Regions from separate parts of the Larimichthys crocea genome. Here region 1 is linked to region 2. A link is a contact called in public Hi-C data. All regions are on one chromosome and are shown on one strand. The core of a region is the stretch at or near the end of the contact, and the rest is flanking DNA. Distances in the headings are between cores, read along the strand shown. Region 1 holds the start of slc29a3 (solute carrier family 29 member 3). Region 2 holds the start of ly6pge (lymphocyte antigen 6 family member pge).

Region 1 (5,504 bases), core at 692-3,191, 130 kb after region 2:
CTGCAGTATGGTCTAAATGGCAGGCAACACTTTGCACCTGTTTCATTAGATGCACTTCTAATTGAGGGCTGATATGTCACCCTTCAGTGCATGAGTTAATCGAACCTTTTATAATACACAAAGTGGTGAAAGAAGTATAAAAGCTGATTGCGGCTTCAACCCAACCCCTCACATCTACAAAGGATGGTTTTGTTACTTTTTAGCGAATAAATAACCAGTGAGAATTATATTATTTTGAAGGCGTGTAAAACCTATTTTAAGAAGAAACTCCATGTCATGCCAGTTCATGCATGATCGACAGCTTTCATAACACATAATCTTCTTTTTGATTATGAAGTGATGATAGTAATTTCTGAGTGTGACCATATGTGTGACATACAGTATCAAAGGCTTACACTACAAAGCTAGTTTTCTTTCATGAAAACATACAAACCTATGCACCTTTCTTAAAAACAAATTGAAAAAAATGGGAATCTAATGAATGCTTAGAATTATGTTCAGCATAATGAGTACATGGAGAGTGTGAGATCTGATTTTAGGCTCACAGTGAAATGAATAAAATGTTCAAGTGTATTATTTGTGCAGATTTGTCCTGCACAATTAGATCTGTTGTCGGCAAGGAGGAGACAGCAGGTCAGCAGCTGTGAGTTGGATAAGCTTCACATTTATTGAGTGATTCATTTGACAATGATTTGTTTAGTCCAGCGGTGTCTACTCACGTGTTATAGAGAGCCAAGAGTCTGCAAATTTACAGTCTAGTTGAAGACATAAAATCACCTGGTGTCATGTTTGACTTTTAAAAGGATTTGTAGTCATTTTTTAAATTATCATTCTTACAGGTATTGTTTTCATATTCCAGAGGGCTGTAATAAACTGCTACTGAATATGCTGTCCTGTGGTGCCCTCTCCTGGTAAAGACTCATGCTTTTCAAGAAAAGGTTGAATCTTTATTTAATAAAAAGGAGATTTTTACAATATGACAGAAGTATGCATATTTATGAATATGAATTTATAAATAAACAAACTATTTCAGTGTGCTACAATGGGAAAAATGTAAATTTAAGGATATATTTCCTGTTAAACATTTCTTTGTCCACAACAACATAGTATTCATATTTCTGAGCCAATAAGTCTGTTGATGGTGTAATGATTTGCATGTGATATTTAAAAGATTCACGAACGTTGTACATATAAATAGTATTATGTATTTGGAAACATAATACAATACACCTATTTATGAACAATTAAAATGTAGCTTTCAATACCAGGCAATGTTCCACATGGACATAGCTGTCTGCTACAAATTGTATGATCTAAAGGTTAAGTACTGAGAAATGGTTTGTAGGTTTTCTAGTATTTTTTTCTGAAGAAGCGAAAAAACTCTGTTCAGGTTTCAAGTTTCAAATTGTACATTTGAATGTGGTAAGTACAATTACATTACAGACTTGCTATAATATAAACATATACAGATTGTTATCATTCAGACTTTCACATTGCACCAATTTGTGCTTTTATTTATTTATTTTGCTTATTTGTTTGCGTTTTAAGTATTTAGTAATTAGTAGCATCTGTCAGAAAAACAGGGTATCACTTAATGCTGTATTATTTGGCAAGTTATGTCATGTCATATGTCATATATAAGTCATTCTAATTCAATTCAATTAAATCAAAATTCTAAATATGGGCTTTTATTTTGTACAAGCTGTACCGGAAAAGAAGGCTGCCGTGTATATCAGGAACAAGTGTGTCGGTTGGCCTTCAGAATAAAAGCATAGATTACTTTTTACTCTAATGATTTAATATTGACGTCCAGCGTACTTTTTGAATTATGCTCTGGCTTCGTCTAGAATATTGTTTCTTACATTTATCAAACACTTGGAGTGAGTCTGGTTTAGAATTTATGTCGATAACATTTTTATTCTGAAGGATTCCTGCCGGAAGTGTCATTGTTGTTGCTAGTTTCGGCTGAATAATTGTTTGTCAGCTGACAGAAACGCTTGCGGTTTGTGAAATGGGTTTTTTCGTTTCAGCGCAACACTTGTACAAAAAACAGGAGCGACAGGCAGTGAGTGTCCAGCAGTGAGGTATGTTTGTATTTTATTTAAACAGGTAACATGTCAGACGGCTACCTACCACTGCGGGTACTTTAGCAACACCCTCTCTTAACTTACAGGTAGTGTTAGTTTACGCGTTTGACTGCACGCAGCGAACAAAAGACTAATAAATCTTTACATGTCTCGCCTGAAGACCTTAATGAAGAAGACTAATGGCTGGTTACTGAGCAGCTGTGTGAGGGTTTTGCAGTCAACCTTTGAAGAAAGCAGCTGTCCTCAGACACCACGGACACATTGTTCACTGTTGTCTGAAGTGTAATTGACTCCTCTTGGGCAAACATCATGTGAATACTGGTTCCTCATTAGTGGTACACATGATACTTTAGGATGCAAGATCAGCTTTGTTACTGTCACGTCAGACTTCCTTTAACCTCCTTAAATAGTTAAAGTAACAACCTCATATTGTGTAAGCAAGTGGTGCTGGTGGAAGTCTATTTCTGTCCAAGTGCAGCAGCTCTCTCCATCTCATGACTGTTTCCTCCATGCATCATTCACAACCTTTTCTCACGCGTGAGCTTTCAGTATGCAGAAAAGTTGCAGACGTGAGATGACACGGTCAGCACAATGAGTCAAACAATCACATGCCTCGAGAGAAAATGCTGTCTCCCTGAGAGAAAATGTGTGTCAAATGCTGGTGTGTGGCTTTATCCAATGGAGCATTTACCACAGAAGAATCCCACAGTGTGGAAATTGCCACGCCGTGACTCGTATTGATTCCAGCACTGCATTAATATTGTTGTTAAAGCTTTCAGAGTACAGCTTCTCCATTTTTGTTCTTATAAGACATTATTAGGAAAATACCTGTCACTATGTCCAGATTTGAATGATCATTTTCAAGGTTATATGTGACTCCTTGCACTTGCAGCATCACAGGATCTGGACAACTGGACTGATCTCCACCCACTACAGCACAGATATCCCTGCAGACTATGGCTGCACAGCATACACAGTCTGTTTTTTACTCTCTGGACAAGCACACGTAAATGTAAGAATCTTAAAACTTATTGCAATAACATTATTTCGTAGCGTTGTTTTTTTTCCTCCTTTTAACTCATGTTTTTCTTCTTCTCCTTCACAGCTTTCTGCTTTTGGCTTTCTGTCAACACTTCCTGTCTTCCACTTTCTCAACCTTCCCTTTTTCCTCTCGTCTTCACTCTGTGAGAATCCTGTACTCTGTGAAAATGGATGACACAGAGCCGGTGCAGCCCAGCCTCAATTCCTCCTATATTCCAACTGGTCTTGGCAACCACCAAACATCGGAGGATGAGGAGAGCGAGGACCAGAGTCCCACTACATCACTCCTGCCAAAGCATTCCTCAGTGCCTCTGGTGGTGCGCTACAATCCAGAAGACTCTTACTGTTTGGTGTACATCATCTTTTTTCTGATGGGCATCGGCTCCCTGCTGCCCTGGAACTTCTTTATAACAGCTAAACACTACTGGCTCTACAAACTGAGTAACAACACTGACCACAGCAGCAATAAGGAGCAACGTTCAGACCTCAGTGTGAGTGAGAGGGACATAAAATACAACTGCAGCTATGCTTGTTGTGTGTGTGAGTGTGCACACTCAGGAAGATTTTGTGTGCTTTTTATAGTACTGTGACAATCCTGTGACCGATGAGAACAATGAGTGTCCTTTCACGTCTGACAGAGAACCCTTACAACGTAATTAGAAATGCCAAGAGGCTTCTTGAGGTTCAAACAAAGATGATGTTTAAGTCAGGGTGGTCAAATAGATCTGCCTGCAAAACATGTGGAATTTTTCTTTATTTGTTTTGAATGTTGTGGAGGCAGGCTGTATCTGTACACACACTTAGAAAGACTAGCCTTTGTCGATGCGGTGTGTTGTGATTATGGTTCCCACAGATCCTTGAAAGTATACAGATTTAGGTGAGAAATAAACCAGGGCCTTGAAAGATCTTGATAATAGACATAAATAGACATGGGTCATTAAAAGTGCTTCAGGTTATATATTTTGTGCAAGACTAGATGTTACATTTTAAAAACTATTTTTTCAAAATTAGTATAGGCTACATTCTCCTAGTGTTGAAACAGTAATTACCCATGATCCTTGTCTCAAGCTATGCTGTGTTGGGTCATTGAATTTGAGGGAGCTGTGCCTTGACAAGTCCTTGAATTCAATGGTTAAGAAGGTGTAGAGAACCCATGTGATAGTCAAGTAAGCACTAAAGAATGTTGTTGAGATTCTCAACAAAGGACTGTCTTTGAATGAATTGTGTACTTGCCAATGCCAGGTTGTTATTTTAGACAAGACAAACAGCTGATAGTAGTCCATGAACCGGTCAGGATGGATCTGAGAAAAATGCTTGATTGACCTCATTTGATTTTATTACAAATCCATAGCAGAGATAAGGAAGAAACAATATCGGTTTCATCAGATATTTTTGAGTTTCTCTCCTCTATTTTCACTTCCTCTTACTTTTCTTGAGACACTGTGTGAAGCACATTCAAATGTTTTGTCTTTCTCTAACTGTTCGCAGGACTACTTTGAAAGTTACCTGTCCATTGCCTCCACGGTGCCCTCGGTGCTGTGTCTGGTTCTCAACTATCTCCTAGTTAACAGGTTTATTCTCCACGCTTACACACACACACACACACACACACACACACACACACACACACACATATCTCTTATCTCTTATCTCTGGATGTTAAAACATCACATTTATCCAATCTATGGACTCTTTATTACAATAATGTAATGAACTCTGTGTCCTTTATCTGTTTCGTGTCTCTTTACATTTTTTGAGTCTGAGATAACATGGAGCAAAGGGGATGTTCTGTTATCTTGCCTGTACTCAAACCAAATGTTTGACTTGTTCCAACAAAACAACACTGAGACAACCCCCTTTAGCAGCATTTATCACTAGTTGTTTTGAGTAGTTCCGACTGTTCTAATTAAGGATATCTACTATCCAAATGGTGAATTACTTGTGGAAATGTTCATTCTTGAGATCTATTAATCATTAACACGTCAACTTATTTTGATATGTAGAATATTCATTTCCACTATGAAAACTGAATAGATACTTTCATTCCTCCTCAGTGGTGTAGTGCAGAGTATACAGGTATACTTCTGGCTTACCACTTTTAAATCCCCTCAGAATCTTTCGTAGTGTTTGTTTTTTTCTTAGGATGGTGAAGGTGTGACAGATATTTTCATAGTAGTTACTCTTTTGCAGCTAATGTTTATTTCAGAATGTCCCTTACTCTCTGAAGTCACACTGCAGAAGTTAATTACGATATGCAAATACTACTGGCACATACATGTGTTGTTATTAAACACAGGATGTTGATGCTTTTCTAGACGGGTTGCTTAAAAAAAGATTGAGTAGGCACTTACAGCACAAAACATCTGCTTCATTTTG
Region 2 (5,639 bases), core at 1,502-4,001:
CTGAAGATTCATGCAGAAGAGAAACTAGACAAGTGAGTCTATATATACACTCTCATTATCACTTGTTTATTCCACCATGACAGTGTTATTTTCCCCAAAGGGAAAACACAACAATTCACTAACTACACAATGCCTCAATGCTAATTTGGATATATTATCTGTTTTTATAGATAGTTTTTATTCCATCCTGTATTGGCTTTGCTTTGTGAGGTTATACTTACTATGCTTTCTAAGCTTTTGGGAGTCGTGAGGTGACTCGTTTCTCAATGTATCACTTGTGTGTTTCCAGGGCTAATTCAGAAATAGCTCAGGTGCGAGCCAAGGCCAAGCAGGAGCAGGCTGCCTACCAGGCCAGTCTGAGGAAGGAGCAGATGAAGGTGGACTCCCTGGAGCGCACTTTGGAGCAAAAAGTCAGTCAAAATTCCTCACTAATAAAATCCTTGGATATGAAATCATTAAATAATATCCATGCAAGCAAGTATATATATTTATATAACAATTGTTCTACAGAACAAAGAGATCGAGGAGTTGACAAAGATCTGTGATGAGCTGATCGCCAAGATGGGGAAGAGTTAGCGAACACCTCCGCACCCAAGCCAAATCTCACAGAGGAGCGGTGGTGGAAAATGAAGCGGATCAGTAATATTTACCTCTCTTCCGGGGACTGATGGACATCAATGGCCAAAATGGTCTTGGAGTTAAATTTCCTACTGACTTTGTGTATACAGGATCCACAGGAATGGCTTCCTTTAAATCACTCTGTACATTTTTGATGTGTCAGTGTATCGTACTGTATCGGGGGTCTGGTTTAACGTTTTAGAATATGTATCATATCACTAATGAGTGTGTCTGAGTGTGTGAGAGTGTGTGTATGATAATGAGAAAAGTGAGAGCATTGTTTGTGGGTTAAATTATCTATAATGATGTTGCCATGACAGCCACTGAGGGAGAAGACTGTTTAACCGCTCCTGTTGTTGTCTCCTCTTAATACAAGAGAAAGATAGACTTTGAAAAAGAGTAACAGAGACTTAGATTATAATTCATAAAATGTTGATACACCACTATGAGATCACAAACTATCACAATAGTTTACTGCATGTGAGAGAAAGAAGAACTTGTAATGTTAATGTTTTTTATATACTGTAGGAAATTCCAAATATGAAAAAGACTCATCTGCATTTTTGATAGTTACTCCGTCATCCTCAGCCCGCTTCCGTCATGTAACCTTGTAGATATTTGTCATACTTGTCATAGCTTTCTCGATGAAATTGTGGGACTATTTTTTGGATTTTATTTTGATATAAAGCAAACTAATCGTGACTGTATTCAGTTGTGACCAGGAGTTATTTAATTTTGGATGGATATGTCCTAGTCCTGCTATGGTTGTTGTGTCACACTGAGGAATAACTTCTCTGCACAGCTACTGTACAGCATCTGCTTACAACGTGCAATAAAAGATGGCAATACAGCACACTGGTTTCACTCTGGTTCTTTCCTTACGTAACTGAAAGTTAGAAGGTCTATGTGAGATACCACACATCATCTGCATTTGTGTTTTGTTTAAAATTTGTGGAAGAGTGTCATAAATCAGGGTTAAAATGTGATTATGATGATTATGATGATGATGCACAGATGCATAAGACCTTTGTTTTTCTCTTACTTTAGTTATTCCCATGCAGGGGTACCACAGGGGGTACTTATGCAGTTGCCAAGATGTATGCGGAAAGATGTTTATCCGAGAAAAAAAAAAGAATTTGGGAAAATATGAATTTTTATGGACATTATTGTCCCTAGAAGAAAAATAAACACACAAATAGAAACAAAAATTGCTGTGAGGCTGATCTTTGTCATTTTGTTTTGCTACAATAACCAGTAATAAATAATAATCAGCCAACTGCGCAGGAAATACCTTCAAATCAAGTGTGCGTGACTGAGTGTGTGAAAACTAATTAAAAATAGATCACTGAAAGTAATGGATTGTTGAAAATCAAGCTTCTGCCACTTGAAGTGGTAGTATGAAACCTCCAGAACGACCCTCCATTAACAATTTCAGGATAACAGTTAATATAATAATGATGATGATAATAATAATAATAATAATAATAAGAAGAAGAAATATCTCAATTTTTACATAATAGGTAGTGTTTGGTAACATTCTGTTTAAAATGAGTTTGAAAGAACAGATTTGGAACAGGATGAGTGGGCTCTGAGAGTATATGAGATAGAAAGGAAAAGGTTAGGAACAAAAGCTTTAGATGATTGCAATGTTCAATGAACTTTTTCACATACACAGCAGTTTTTTCTTGGCAGCAGCTAGTGTAACATATTTACAAAAGCAATGTCACTGAGGCAGATGACAGCAAACCTGAAATGATTTGCTACAATTCATGAAACGGTAATGTAGAATTGATTGGTTTTGTAACTGGATAACTTTAACTGTCATATATGCCTGTAGTGATCAGTCCTGGTACAGCAGGGTGATCTAAGGACTGGACCAGGTGAAATAGGGAAGTTTCAGACTCGGGATAAATGTGGCTAGAACATAAAAGCCCCTGAGGTTAAAGGTGCAGAATGAATCTACTGCTCTGGTCTCCTGGTGTCTCCCAAACTGAAAAAAGCATCTATTGACACTCAACACTGAGCTGTGGGCCCTTGCAGGAGGCGGATATTAGCTCATCTGATTGCTCAGATTAAGCTCAGGGGGCTTTAGGAGCAAACAACCTGCTTTTCATTGTGTGATCAGGACGGCTGAGGACGACCAGCACCATGAGAGCTCTCCAGTACTGTCCTCTGCTCCTGCTATCTCTAATTCTGCTACCAACCAACAGTAAGAACTAGGTTTTTATTTTAATAACCTTCCTTTTCTTATCCCCACCTTCATCCTTCACCCCTCCTGCCTTTAGAGATGTGCTCTACCTTCTGTTTACCTGTCATTTGGATTTGGTTGGTGTCTCCCTCGAGGTACTCTTCTCTCTTTTCTAAGAATAGATGTTTGTCTGTATTTCCTGAGAGGCTGGAAACTGTACAGTGTATAACTGCCCAAAATAGCTTTCAGAACAGGAAATGTTGGACACAACAAGTCTACATTATCTTTATTTTTCAGAAAACGCTCTACATGTTTTCTAGCTCTAATACAACTATTTTATAATGAGACCTTAGTGACACTTTAATTTACGTCAAGCTTGCTAATTGCTCGTCATATCTCCTGTAATTCTCACGAGTTTTGCCTCTGTTCAGTCTGTCAACCTCCTCTGTTAACTAGTGTGCCATCTCAGCAGATAATCTCTTAATAAGCCTGGAGGCTAAGACTAATAGCATGTGTGTAGAGCGGCTGTGCAGGGGGCATTTACCATGTCATGTCAGCATACAGAGGGGTACACAAGAAGCAAAGCAAAAGAGGGAAATCAAATTCATCATCTAAGCAATCGTGGTTTGCTGTTTAAGTTCTGCTTTTTTCAGTTAAATGTCTAGTAATTTGTTGATTAGAACATTTCACCTCGCTGATCTTTACTACTTTATGTCTCTGAGCAACCTCTCTGTCTGCCAGCCAGCACAACTGAATGATGAAAGACAAGTATGGGGTAGAATGAGGTTATGCTGAATGCCTAGACAAGAGATGTGCTGCTACAAAGGCTGTTTGAAGCCTATAAGTCTAGCCCTGTTTGATCCTTTTAGAAAGCAGCACTGAAGGCTGTTTCTGAAGGGCCATTCCAGAATTTAGTAGACGGATGAAGGTTTTTTCAAAAGGAAGCGTTAAAGTGATATTTCAAAGGTCAGCTAGTTCTCAAATAACCACTCTTTCCTCTGGAGAGACATTTGAGTATTTTGTGTAGTGAAGTAGGGATCTGAAGCTTTACCTGAAAATAAGGTAGTACCTGTACAATTCTTTGCTTGATGTTGGGATGATTTGCATAAAGATAGTTAGTAATTACTGTTCTCTCTTGACTTTATGCTCACTGTCACCCAGATACTCATCAAACACATAGATCCTGTGTTGCTAAAGGATAAAAAAATATCCAGAGTTGAGACTGTTGTATACACAGCTTGATCTTAACAAGACAGTGTGTCACGATGTCTGTGTGTCAGCTGGCTGTCTTAAAAATTGCTTGGACCAATGTCTAAATATGAGTTTTTACAAAGCAGCAACATTATCAGCATTTAACTGCTTTGAAAGAAGTCATTACATGTGACACAGGGCTGAGATATTTGGTGGAAAATCCTGCATTAGCATCATAAAGCACTCCCATCAACTGATCAAAAACAAAAACATCAGGTCAGTCTTAAAATAACACAGGGCTGCATTTAAAAAAGTATTTTCCCTTAAATGTGCTTCAGTAGCTTAGTCTGGTTTGTAATATTTCCCTGCTATGCTATGTCAACTGACTGTAGGAGCACAGTTTCTTAAATTGTAATTATATAGTTTCAAAATTAAGTTATTCACATATTCCTGATATTTGATTATATTATGCATTATTATTCTGTGTTTGTTTTCTGTTTCCTCCAGGTGAGGCTCTGAAGTGTTATACCTGTATGGGCTCTAATAATGACGACTGCAACCGGCAAGGCTCCAAATCTTGTCCCAGCTATTCTGATGCCTGTGCTGTGGTGTTGGGCCATGACAGTGAGTCCAACAGTCACAGTGTAGTAACCTTTCTCTTACTAGCTATGTTTCTACCCTTTGTCTACAGATACATAAAACTGTGTTTGTATCTGTGTGTGTGTGTGTGTTTTAACGGAGGACAGGTTGCTGTCTGGAGACACATATCAGTCAGCATGGGGTCTGAGGCTTTTAAGGAAATGAAGAGCTTTGCTAGTCCGGCTCGATCAATATCCTTAATGAGGACACCATGTGTTTCTGGGTTCCTGTGTTACTGAAACAATACCTCTTCATGAGATGAAGTTAACTCACTTGACTAATATATATCTTATTAATTATCAAAAAGTGGGGCAACAGCAGAGGCCATCGTCCTGTCTGTAAATTACACACTGTTGGTGCACCAGTTTTCTCGATCACACACATAGTGTGTACTGGAGTGGACGCCCACAGACAAAGTGACAAAAATCACAATTAAGTTTGAAGAGGAAAGCTTTATAACCTGACCTAATCTGTCAGCCAGGGCAGTTTTATTATTAGAACTAGAAGGTTATCTTTGTAAGACAGCTGCGAAACCAGTGTAACTAACTTTTATCTGTGTCTTTTTGTCAGGTGGGGTGATGAAGTCATGCTCCTACAAGTCGTTCTGTAGTCAAGCCAACAGCCAAGGCTACAGAGCACCAGGTGTCAAAGTTCATTGCTGCTACAGTAATGACTGCAATGTGACGAACTTCACCTCCCGCCTGCCAGGACTCAACTATCTGCTGCTGTTTCTGCCTCTGTTCTGGTGTTTCTTTAAGTAGACATACTGTTCATGTCATCTGCAGCACACACGCCAACTATTATTTTTCTCATTTACTTCAAAAATGCCAAATAACAATGCCTAATTTAGCACTACATAAGAGGTACAAGGCTTGTTTACTTTCTAGCTGAAGTCCTTTTATGCTACTCACAAAACAAAATATGCAAACAGATGAATAAGTGATATGTCATAAAAATATACTTTTTCTTATGTTGGAGTGCAGAGGATGAATTGAGGAGCTAT

What was found. A called contact is a pair of places that touch in the nucleus more often than the background predicts.
Region 1: a Hi-C map of muscle shows a contact between it and region 2, with 4 times the contacts expected there. The contact joins the promoter of slc29a3 here to the promoter of ly6pge in region 2.

What each region holds. Positions count from the first base shown.
Region 1 is chrIII:12,339,128-12,344,631 of L_crocea_2.0, forward strand. It overlaps slc29a3 (solute carrier family 29 member 3), which reads left to right and starts at 1,942. Exons shown (of 7, transcript XM_019270224.2): 1 at 1,942-2,084; 2 at 2,980-3,099; 3 at 3,207-3,619; 4 at 4,617-4,699. The coding sequence starts at 3,296.
Region 2 is chrIII:12,208,395-12,214,033 of L_crocea_2.0, forward strand. It overlaps ly6pge (lymphocyte antigen 6 family member pge), which reads left to right and starts at 2,752. Exons shown (of 3, transcript XM_010730217.3): 1 at 2,752-2,827; 2 at 4,505-4,621; 3 at 5,207-5,459. The coding sequence starts at 2,767. The coding sequence ends at 5,397. It overlaps tacc2 (transforming, acidic coiled-coil containing protein 2), which reads left to right. Exons shown (of 24, transcript XM_019266260.2): 22 at 1-32; 23 at 290-410; 24 at 511-1,468. The coding sequence ends at 576.